Linked DNA regions of Mus musculus: regions 1 and 2 are each linked to region 3. A link is a contact called in public promoter capture Hi-C data. All regions are on one chromosome and are shown on one strand. Each heading gives the region's core, a stretch centred on a gene start, on an enhancer-like site or on the middle of the called end of the contact. The rest is flanking DNA. Distances are from core to core; before and after follow the strand shown.

Evidence for each region. Promoter capture Hi-C pulls out the DNA fragments that hold promoters and counts their contacts.
Region 1: a contact with region 3 is called in a promoter capture Hi-C map of pre-B cells, with 4 times the contacts expected there. The contact joins the promoter of Cox17 here to the promoter of Wdr5b in region 3. A contact is called at or near these places in 4 of 39 promoter capture datasets (the 3T3-L1 cell line, liver and pre-B cells), 1 of 484 Hi-C or Micro-C datasets (B cells) and 2 of 9 other capture datasets (adipose tissue and liver).
Region 2: a promoter capture Hi-C map of liver shows a contact between it and region 3, with 2.1 times the contacts expected there. The contact joins the promoter of Adprh here to the promoter of Wdr5b in region 3. A contact is called at or near these places in 2 of 39 promoter capture datasets (liver and pre-B cells) and 1 of 115 datasets of contacts at active chromatin or transcription factors (astrocytes).

The regions. Positions count from the first base shown.
Region 1 is chr16:38,345,256-38,348,303 of GRCm38.p6, reverse strand. Cox17 (cytochrome c oxidase assembly protein 17, copper chaperone) reads right to left here and starts at 1,305. Exons shown (of 3, transcript NM_001017429.2): 1 at 1,097-1,305. The coding sequence starts at 1,203.
Region 2 is chr16:38,451,098-38,454,028 of GRCm38.p6, reverse strand. Adprh (ADP-ribosylarginine hydrolase) reads left to right here and starts at 1,340. Exons shown (of 4, transcript NM_007414.3): 1 at 1,340-1,500.
Region 3 is chr16:36,039,604-36,042,541 of GRCm38.p6, reverse strand. It overlaps Wdr5b (WD repeat domain 5B), which reads right to left and starts at 1,352. Exons shown (of 1, transcript NM_027113.2): 1 at 1-1,352. The coding sequence starts at 1,029. The coding sequence ends at 43.

The sequences.
Region 1 (3,048 bases), core at 56-2,555, 2.3 Mb before region 3:
AGCAGGTTACCTTGGTATTTCAAGAACCTTGGTATCAGATCGATCTTTAAATTCTCCATTTATAGGTAGTGATAATAATAACTGGTTACACTCTTATTACCTTACAATACCAAGGAATACTTTGTTTTGTGTATTTTTCTATTTTTATTTTGAGACATGGTCTCACTCGGATGTTCAGGCTAGACTTAAAACTGTTTCAGTCTCTCCGGTAATGAAATCACACCATGAGAATCCATATTTGTTTCTCCGAGTATTTTTCTGCTTTGATGGGAGAAGATGGAGATGCATAGCCACACTGAGGACTTCAGTATCTGCCCCAGAACCCAGGCTACATAAAAGGGAGGAGACCAAACAAAACCTTTTGTGACTTGATGATAAAGTCGATGAACATTAATATCACCTCTGTCCTGTAGACAAGTTTTACAATTTGTTTTTATGTGTATAGGTGTTTTGCCTGCACACCATGTGTGTGCAGTGCCCGCAATAGCTAGAAGGGGGTGTCAGATTATTCTGGGGTTGGAATTACACAAGATTGTTAACAGTCGTGTGGGTGCTGGGAATCGAAACTAGGCCCTCTGGAAGGTCAACCAGGGCTTTTATCCACTTAGCCATCTCTCCAGCTCCAGACAGGTTGACTTTTAACTTCTTGGAAAGGGTATCCCTTCAGAAATGTATCCTGTGTTCTACTATTCACACGTTTCGACCAAAAAAAAAAAAAATTACTAAAGATTACCTGAAAAATTTACACCTAGGTCTTAGTAAATCTATCACAGCTGGTGGTATAGTATTGGCTGGTAACAAATCTCCACATATTTTAAATGCCTTTAAATCAAGAAGCATCTTTACGCACTTCTATTTATCTGGGTCTTATCCCTAAGAAGACTAAAATGCAATCGTAGTAAGGAATGAAGGACGAGAACCTTGGGATCAATGTAACCTCTTGCCCTCTCCGTTGACCCCTAACTGAGACTGGGGTGCGGGATCAGGGAGCAGAGAGGACAGCGGAACTATGGGTCCCTGCATCTCCAGAGTCCCAGAGAGCAGAGTGGAGCCGAGCTGCTAAAGCCCGGGCTTCCCTCCCGGGCTACGCACTGACCACGCATCACGCGCCTTCTTGGTTTCCGGGCAGGCACAGCAGGGCTTCAGTGGCTTCTTCTCCTGAGCCTCGGGCGGGGCAGGGCTAGCGGCCGCCAGTCCCGGCATCTTTCCAGGCGAAAGCAACTATGAGCGCACACGCGCAAAGCTCCCAAACTCCGACTACCCTGAGCCGTCTGTCTCCACTTCCGCAGTCAATCGAAGGGGGACAGGAAGTCCCGCCTCTCCGGACGGAAGTAAGTCTAAGAAGCGCGTGCGCAAAAGAAGTGGTACAAGGCCTCGCTCCAAGGGCGTGGCGTCAGCGCTGGCGCAAAGGTTAAAAGGTCACCCAGAATGGTTTTTGTTTTTGTTTTGTTTTTGAGATTGTAATTTAATTACATCATTTTCCCTTTCCCTTTCCTTTCTACAAATCCTTACATATACATACCCATTCCCCACTATCCTTCAAATTCATGGCCTTTTCCTCCCTAATTGTTATTGCATGCTTATATGTATACATGCATACATATATTCCTATATGACCCATTCAGTCCAGTATAATGCTAACTGTATTCGTATTTTCAGGGCTGACCTTTTGGTACTGGACAAGCAGTAGCAGATCCGGGTTCCACCCTGGGATATTTTATGGTCTTTCTTCCTTCCTGCTTTGTAGACATTCTGCAGATACAGATACAAAGGCCCCCTACCTCCTATTTCTCTCCGGCATATATGCTAAATTTTCAGATAATATATCATGACACAGTAGTCATGAAAGAAGATAAGATTTTTTTCTACTTTCAACAACTGTGATGGGCTGTCTCTGTCTCTCTGTCTCTGTTTCTCTCTCTCTCTCTCTCTCTCTCTCTCTCTCTCTCTCTCTGTGTGTGTGTGTGTGTGTGTGTGTGTGTGTGTGTGTGTGTTTTGGATAAGTAAATGACATGGTAACTGATACTGAAAGTGTAACCCCCTCAGTAGAGCTCCATTGCTTCAAATCAACCATTCTAATTGTATTCAAGTTCACTAAGATGTACAGCATTGAGTGGCTTCCTTAAACTAGCTGTAGGTCAGGAAAAAAGTGGTTTGTAGTTATTTATTGTATGTATCTGAGTACACTGTAGCTGTCTTCAGACACACCAGAAGAGGGCATCAGATCTCATCACAGATAGTCATGAGCCACCATGTAATTGCTGGGAATTGAACTCAGAATCTCCAGAAGAGCAGCCAATACTCTTAACCAGTGAGCCATTTCTTCACACACACCCAAAAAAGTGGTTTTAATTTTAATATAAATATTTATAGACAAAGTCTCTAGCCTAAGCTGGCCTTGAATGATCTGTGGATGACCCTGAACTGATTATTAAATGTTGGAATTACAAGTGTGTGCCATCCTTTCCTGGTATATAAGGACTTCCTGCATGTTAGGCAAATAGTCTACAAACTGGGTTACATACCCTCAGCTCCTAAACTGGTTTTATTAATTGTGCAATCAGATATTTGTCATTATACCAATTAACAGAATTAAAAATGCCTTTTCCTGGCATTTCTTAAATTCAACTAGGATCAATATAATCTTCAGCATCACAGCTTCCCTGTATAGAGTTGAGCGTGAGAGGCATTTAATCTTCATAACAAACGGAGGTTCAGAAGGGCATATGATTCATTCAGAGCTACATAGCTCATGAGGTTCCATCTCTCCCCATGGTCCATGCACTATCCTGTGCAATGTATCTAAAGGCAAAGTAACTTTCACTTTCAAACCACTCACCTGTATTTACTGGCGCTACTGCATTTTTGTGTAGAGTAAATGAACAAAGAAGAAAAAGAGTAGAACTGGAAAATGTAAGGATTGTGAGGACTGACTTTGATACAAATTGTAGACCACAAAAAGAAGGAGCAGAGGAGGAGAAGGAGGAGGAGGAGGAGGAGGAGGAGGAGAATTGGAACTTTATTGCAACTGATAAGTTTTCCTCTCAT
Region 2 (2,931 bases), core at 91-2,590, 2.4 Mb before region 3:
CAGGGCCTCACCCTTTTTATTGTATCAAACTAGAAGTTGGCTTATTGTGGAAGTGTTAATGTTTGTGGACATTTGGAGTCACATTAGTAGTTGATAAAGCCAGTTTTTAAGAAAGGATATAAAATTCTATTTAAAAAATGACCCCATTGTTTTAAAATCATATGCATACCATAAAGACTGATATATGTATCAGGGGTAACATCTAGTTTCTATTTTTCTCTAAAATATCTTTAGATATAATATAGAAAAAATATTCTAAAAGATATAAACTAGGTGTGGTGTTGTAAGACTGAAATTCTAGCATTCTAAAGGTAGAGGCAGGAGGATCACGAGTTTGAGACCAGCCTAGTCTCAAAAAATAAATCAAAATTTAATTTTCCTTCATTCCTCTCTTTACTCGGAAAGCTTCTTGTTCCTCTTCTAATTATTTGCAATTTGATGCTTACCCTTCCAAGCAACACACACACATTTATTAAATATATTAACTTTCCTATGACTTATCAATTTATTTTTGCTTAATAAAAGTCCCTAAACTCCACGTGAACACCTCCTTTATTATTGTGATTAATAGATTTATTTACACAAGAATAGAGTCACCAACGCCAAAATTAATAGATGTTAAATGTTCAGTTCAAGTTTCCTTCCCAGATAAGTCTTTCCTTTTTTTCTGTTTTGAAGACATAGAAGAGGGGATGTGAGTTCTTGGGAGTAGGTCTGAAATTTTTGAGCAGACATGTTCTGATCTTAAGTCTAAGGAGTCAAAGCAGGATCTTTGATGTGCGTCAGGGTCACTGTATAGAAGCAGATACTCCATTTAAGCACAAGGCCCGATTTGTGCCTTTCCGGAGACGAGGCTGTACCGAGCTGGGTCGAGGGTACGGGGGAGTGTTCACTGGCACACGTTTATTCTCGGAACCTGACATCTGGGCTCAACGCCGCCATTGCCACCTTAGGGTTTTAACAAATCCAGAGTCATAATTTAGGGGAAAGAACCTTAAGAGTTCCCCTCTAAGCTCCCGTTTGAAACCCTTCTGTGGAGAGCACGCAGAACCACGGCTGAACGGACTAGGGTTAGAATCGGTGAGCCCAAGCCGCTCTGGGCGGTGGGTACCAGGCTCTGGGAGTCCAACGGTCCGCGGGGCAGAACCCTGGCAGGGCAGAACCCTGGCAGGGCGAGCACGAGGCTGGCCGGACACCACTCCACTCGGCCCACACGCAGCGCGGAGCGGTTCCCGAGCTGATGCGCAAGGCTTGGGCGCCCCCAGCACCGCCCCTTCCTCCTTCCGTCCAGTGCGGAGGACGCGGGAGGACGCAGCTCCGCCGGAAGCCGCTGTGCGCCAGCGACCCGCCCGGCCCGCGGCTCCGCCCCTGTTCGGCTTTTGGCTTGGGTGCCCACAGCAGGACTCCTGCGCCCGGTACCCCGCCTCCAGCTCGGGCAATCCTGCCCTCGGCTCTGGACCACCCCGATCCCGCCCCACGCTCTCAGCTCCGCCTCAGCAGGTACAGCCAGGAGTCCCCGAGCCACTCTCCTCTTACTGACCTTAGTACCCGCTCGGTCCCGCTCTCACCTCCAGACTGGTGCTAGGCCAGTGTCCTCAAAGTGGCCACCAAGACTTTCCTGAGTGCATCGCGGCCTCCCCTCCCCTCATCCCCTCTCCCTATTCCTCTTTCTACCCAGGCCAGGAAACCAATGGGAAATCCCGAAGTGTACTTCGGCTTTGATTGTATAGTTTGATGGCTTTGTCACCTGTGCCCGTTTAGAGTGGGTTAAGGAATAATGACTTCTGAAGGGTGGGTCTGGGCCAGGATGGATGCATGTGCCAAGGTGAAAAGGAATTTCAAAGAGAAAAGATACTGGCTACTTCCTCCGTAGGTTCCCACACTCTTCCATGGAGAGCTCAAAAAGGGAACCTGGAGCATTGGGAGGAGAAGGTGGGGGCGTTAGTCCTTAGTTCTCAGAGGTTAACAAAGCTAGGGCTTCGAAAACCTGGGCCAAAACAGGACCTCGGAGAACGAGGCCTTCCTCCCCCACAGATGGGAAACAGATGGGAAACTCCAGCGTGAGAGGATTGTTAGTGGTCACAGAGCTAACACAAGAGACTACAGAACTCTAGTTCCTAGCCGTTATTTATACATAAAACACACACACACAACACCACACACACACAACACACACACACACACACACACACACACACACACACATGTAATCAGGATCAAGCATGGAAAAGCCAGATCTTTACCCTTAACTGCTTCTCCAGGTCTCTGCTGGCCTGTGCCCTAGACCTGAGCAGTGTGACTAGATGGATGGTGGAGGTACCTGGGCTTGAACTAAACCTAAAATGGCGGTTAGAGGAAGAAAGACAGGTGGATGGGAAGAGCTTGGGCTGAGGGCAGGGGTGAGCTAGGTCTTTTTGCCCCTAAGAGTGTTTGCCCCTGTTCATGGGGAGGCTGGGTGCGTGGAGGGGGCAGACAGTGGAACACTGAATCACCACACGGAATGGGTGTCATGGAGCCCTGGCCTGAGTAGAGTAGAAAATGTGTACACCGGGAAGCCAGGGCTTTAGCAAGGATTTCATTTGTGGTGGGAATAGCATTTGCAGCCCGGCACTATAGAACTTTTACCATATAGAAGACAGACAAGGGGCTGGAGACATGGCTCAGCAGTTTGAGAGCACTGGCTGTTCTTCCAGAGGGGCTCAGGTTCAATTCCCAGCACCCACATGGCAGCTCACAGAGCCAGTTCCAGGGGGCCCAACACCCTCACACAGATACCAGTGAAGCCAAAAAACTAGAGTATGTAAATAAAACTGAATATAAACTAGAATATGTAAATAAAACTAAATCATTTAAAAATTTTTAAATATTGCTGGTAAAGGGAAAATTGCTTATAGAATTGGTTGTAGATGGATAATAAAAATAATCACAAAG
Region 3 (2,938 bases), core at 103-2,602:
TTTTGTGTCTAACTTGGCTTTCCTCATCGCCTGCCAGAGACTTCAGCAGTCACTCGACCACACTTTAATTGTCTTGTCATTTTCTAGTGCTGCTGATGCGATGATGTTTTTTGTAGGGTGACAGGCTGCTGAGATCACCACATCTGTGTGACCTTGCAACCTCTGTACAATCTCTTTAGTCTGAAGATTCCAGATGTAAACCATGTTGTCCTCTGAACCAGACACAACCCACTTTCTACCAGTAACCGAGAAACTGGCAAATAGGCAGTATTTCTCATTCTTATGACCAGTGTATGTCTTCAGGCATCTGCCCCTGCTGTAATCCCACAGTTTAAGAGTATTGTCCAAAGTTGCAGTGAGAATGTATTTACCATTTGGAGAAAATTTTACAAAAGACACTGGAGGGTTGCCTTCATCAGCAAGTGTCCTTAAACACTGGCCTGACGCAGCATCCCAAATTCTACAAAGCCCATCATAGCTCCCGGACACTATCAAGGACCCATTACAATTAAAATTTACGGCAGAAATGGGGTCCGAATGTGCAGACAAAGTCTTGAGGCATTTTCCTGTTTTTACTTCCCATATTTTCACACTCTCATCAAAAGAGCCCGAAACGATGAGGTTGGATGGTGGGTTGAAGTCACAACAGAAGACGAAATCGCTGTGCCCCTTCAGTGTTTTCAGACATTTTCCAGATCTCATATCCCATACCTTTAGAGTCTTATCATCTGAGGCTGAAACTAGACGACTAGAATCTGAAGACCAGGCAACATCTGATATTTCCAGACTGTGACCATAGAGTGTTTTCTTACAATTCCCATCGTATGCTCCCCAAATTATAATTAGTGCATCAGCTGCAGAACTCGCTAGCCATTCGCCATTAGGACTAAATTTAACTGATGATATGGCCGCCGAGTGCCCCGCAAGAGTAAGTCTGAGAGCATAGTTGGGTTTCTGCGGCTCTTCCTCGCGCCGGGGGGCAGAGAGAAGTGACTGTGCTCTCTCTGCTGGCAGATGCTCGGTCGCCATAGATCCGGCTCTATAATTTGCGCGGGCTTCCCGCCCTGAAACTTACAGAAGTTAAAACTTGCGGTTGGAAGGCGGATGGTTTTGATTGTAACATGGGCTCCTCTATAAGGTCCGTTCCCAGTCAGCAACGAAGTTTGAACCACTCCCCGTCTTGCTTTCTTCTATAGCATCACGGATCACAGTGATCCTGGGATCCGTACTCGTGTCAGATGCTGTCAAAGGACTAGGCCGATCCGCGGGGGTTCGGGGCTGCACCTTTCCTCTTCCACGCCCTCCGCAGCTCCAAAATGTCTGGGAACCTCAAGCAACAGATGACGTCACACAAAACAGGATTTATGAGAGGCTCAAGTAGAGCCCAGGACGACGCTAGGTACGCATCCTGCCAGGCTGCGCACGCGCCGAAGGAGACATGCATTTTCTTCCGGTTCTCCAGGACAGGAAGTTGACACTGAACCCGGTTTTTTTCCCTGAGAGAGCTGGGTGCAGGAAAGGGCGCAGCAGGCACTTCATGAAGGCTGTGCATATTGAGGGTACCTCTGTCCACACCCACCCCGACTGAGTTTAGCTGCCAAGATTATAATAATAATAGCTGCCTGTGTGTGTACTTTGCGAATGCAATACCTACCCTCAGGGTCAGGAGTCCCATCATCCTGGAAATGGAGTTACAGATGGTTGTGAGCTGCCTGTAGGTGCTGGAAGGTCCTCTGGAGAACTGCCAATGATCTTAACCACTGAACTACATCTGAAGCCTGGACTACGGTGACTTCTGATATAGAGATTATATCATCAATTCAAAAACTTTCCATTTTTATTAACTCACCTAAAGCACATTGAATAACAAATTTTAGGCTTTATTTCAAGTAAATATATATTTTTCTAATGACTAGAAAACCAAAAGGATATAATGGGTACAACCTAGGAGCTAAACCAGGATGGTGATGGACCTTTAGTTCACTACACACACAAGCACGAGGGACAAAAGATGCGCAGACTTGGTACGTTGGTAGGATTAAGACATGACTTGAACTTTGAAGGGTAAAACGCACTTTTTGATGTGTAGGATACCTTGTGTATAAATAGCATTGGGGACTCCCAAAAAGAAAAGGCTGTAAGTAAAACTGTTTGTCGTTACTCATGGTCTAATATTAACAAACTGTCCTAACAAATTACTAGGATCTGCTTAGCTCTCAGGAAGGAGATTTGGTGACAGTGTTCACCAGGAAATAGTAATCCTAAATGGCAGCAAGCAGAGCAGGATCCTGAGCTCCTAAGCAGTAGCATGTCTTCCTTTAAAAAAAAAAAAAAAAAAGATTTATTTATAATATGTAAGTACACTGTAGCTGTCTTCAGACACTACAGAAGAGGGCATCAGATCTTCTTACAGATGGTTGTGAGCCACCATATGGTTGCTGGGATTTGAACTCCGGGTGCTCTCAACCACTGAGCCATCTCACCAGCCCGCATTTCTTCCTTTTACAACAAGCTACCCTTCGCGTAAGGGGACCTCTAGGTTTTGCTTTGTTCACTGAAAAAAAAAAAAATCAAAAATCTGTTTCTCCTTTAAAAAACCATTTAAAAAAAAAAAAAGAAACATGTGCCAGACTTATATGGTCTTCGAAGATTACTCCTATCTGGACTGTTTTAACTGGTTTCCTCAAAGCAGCTTTTGGGAGTAGAAATCCAGTTCCCAAGCCTCTACCCAATCTGGAAAACCTATTCAGACTAAACAGGAAGGACTGAGCACCGCCTGTAACTGAGTAGCTTTAAAAAGCTGCGCTCCCGCGCGCGCGCGCGCACGCACACACACACACACACATATCGTGCTATCCTTGTAAAACCACATGCTTATAGCTTGCTGCCCACACCACTCCCCCCGAGCCCTGCACTATTTTGTCCTCAACACTGGTCT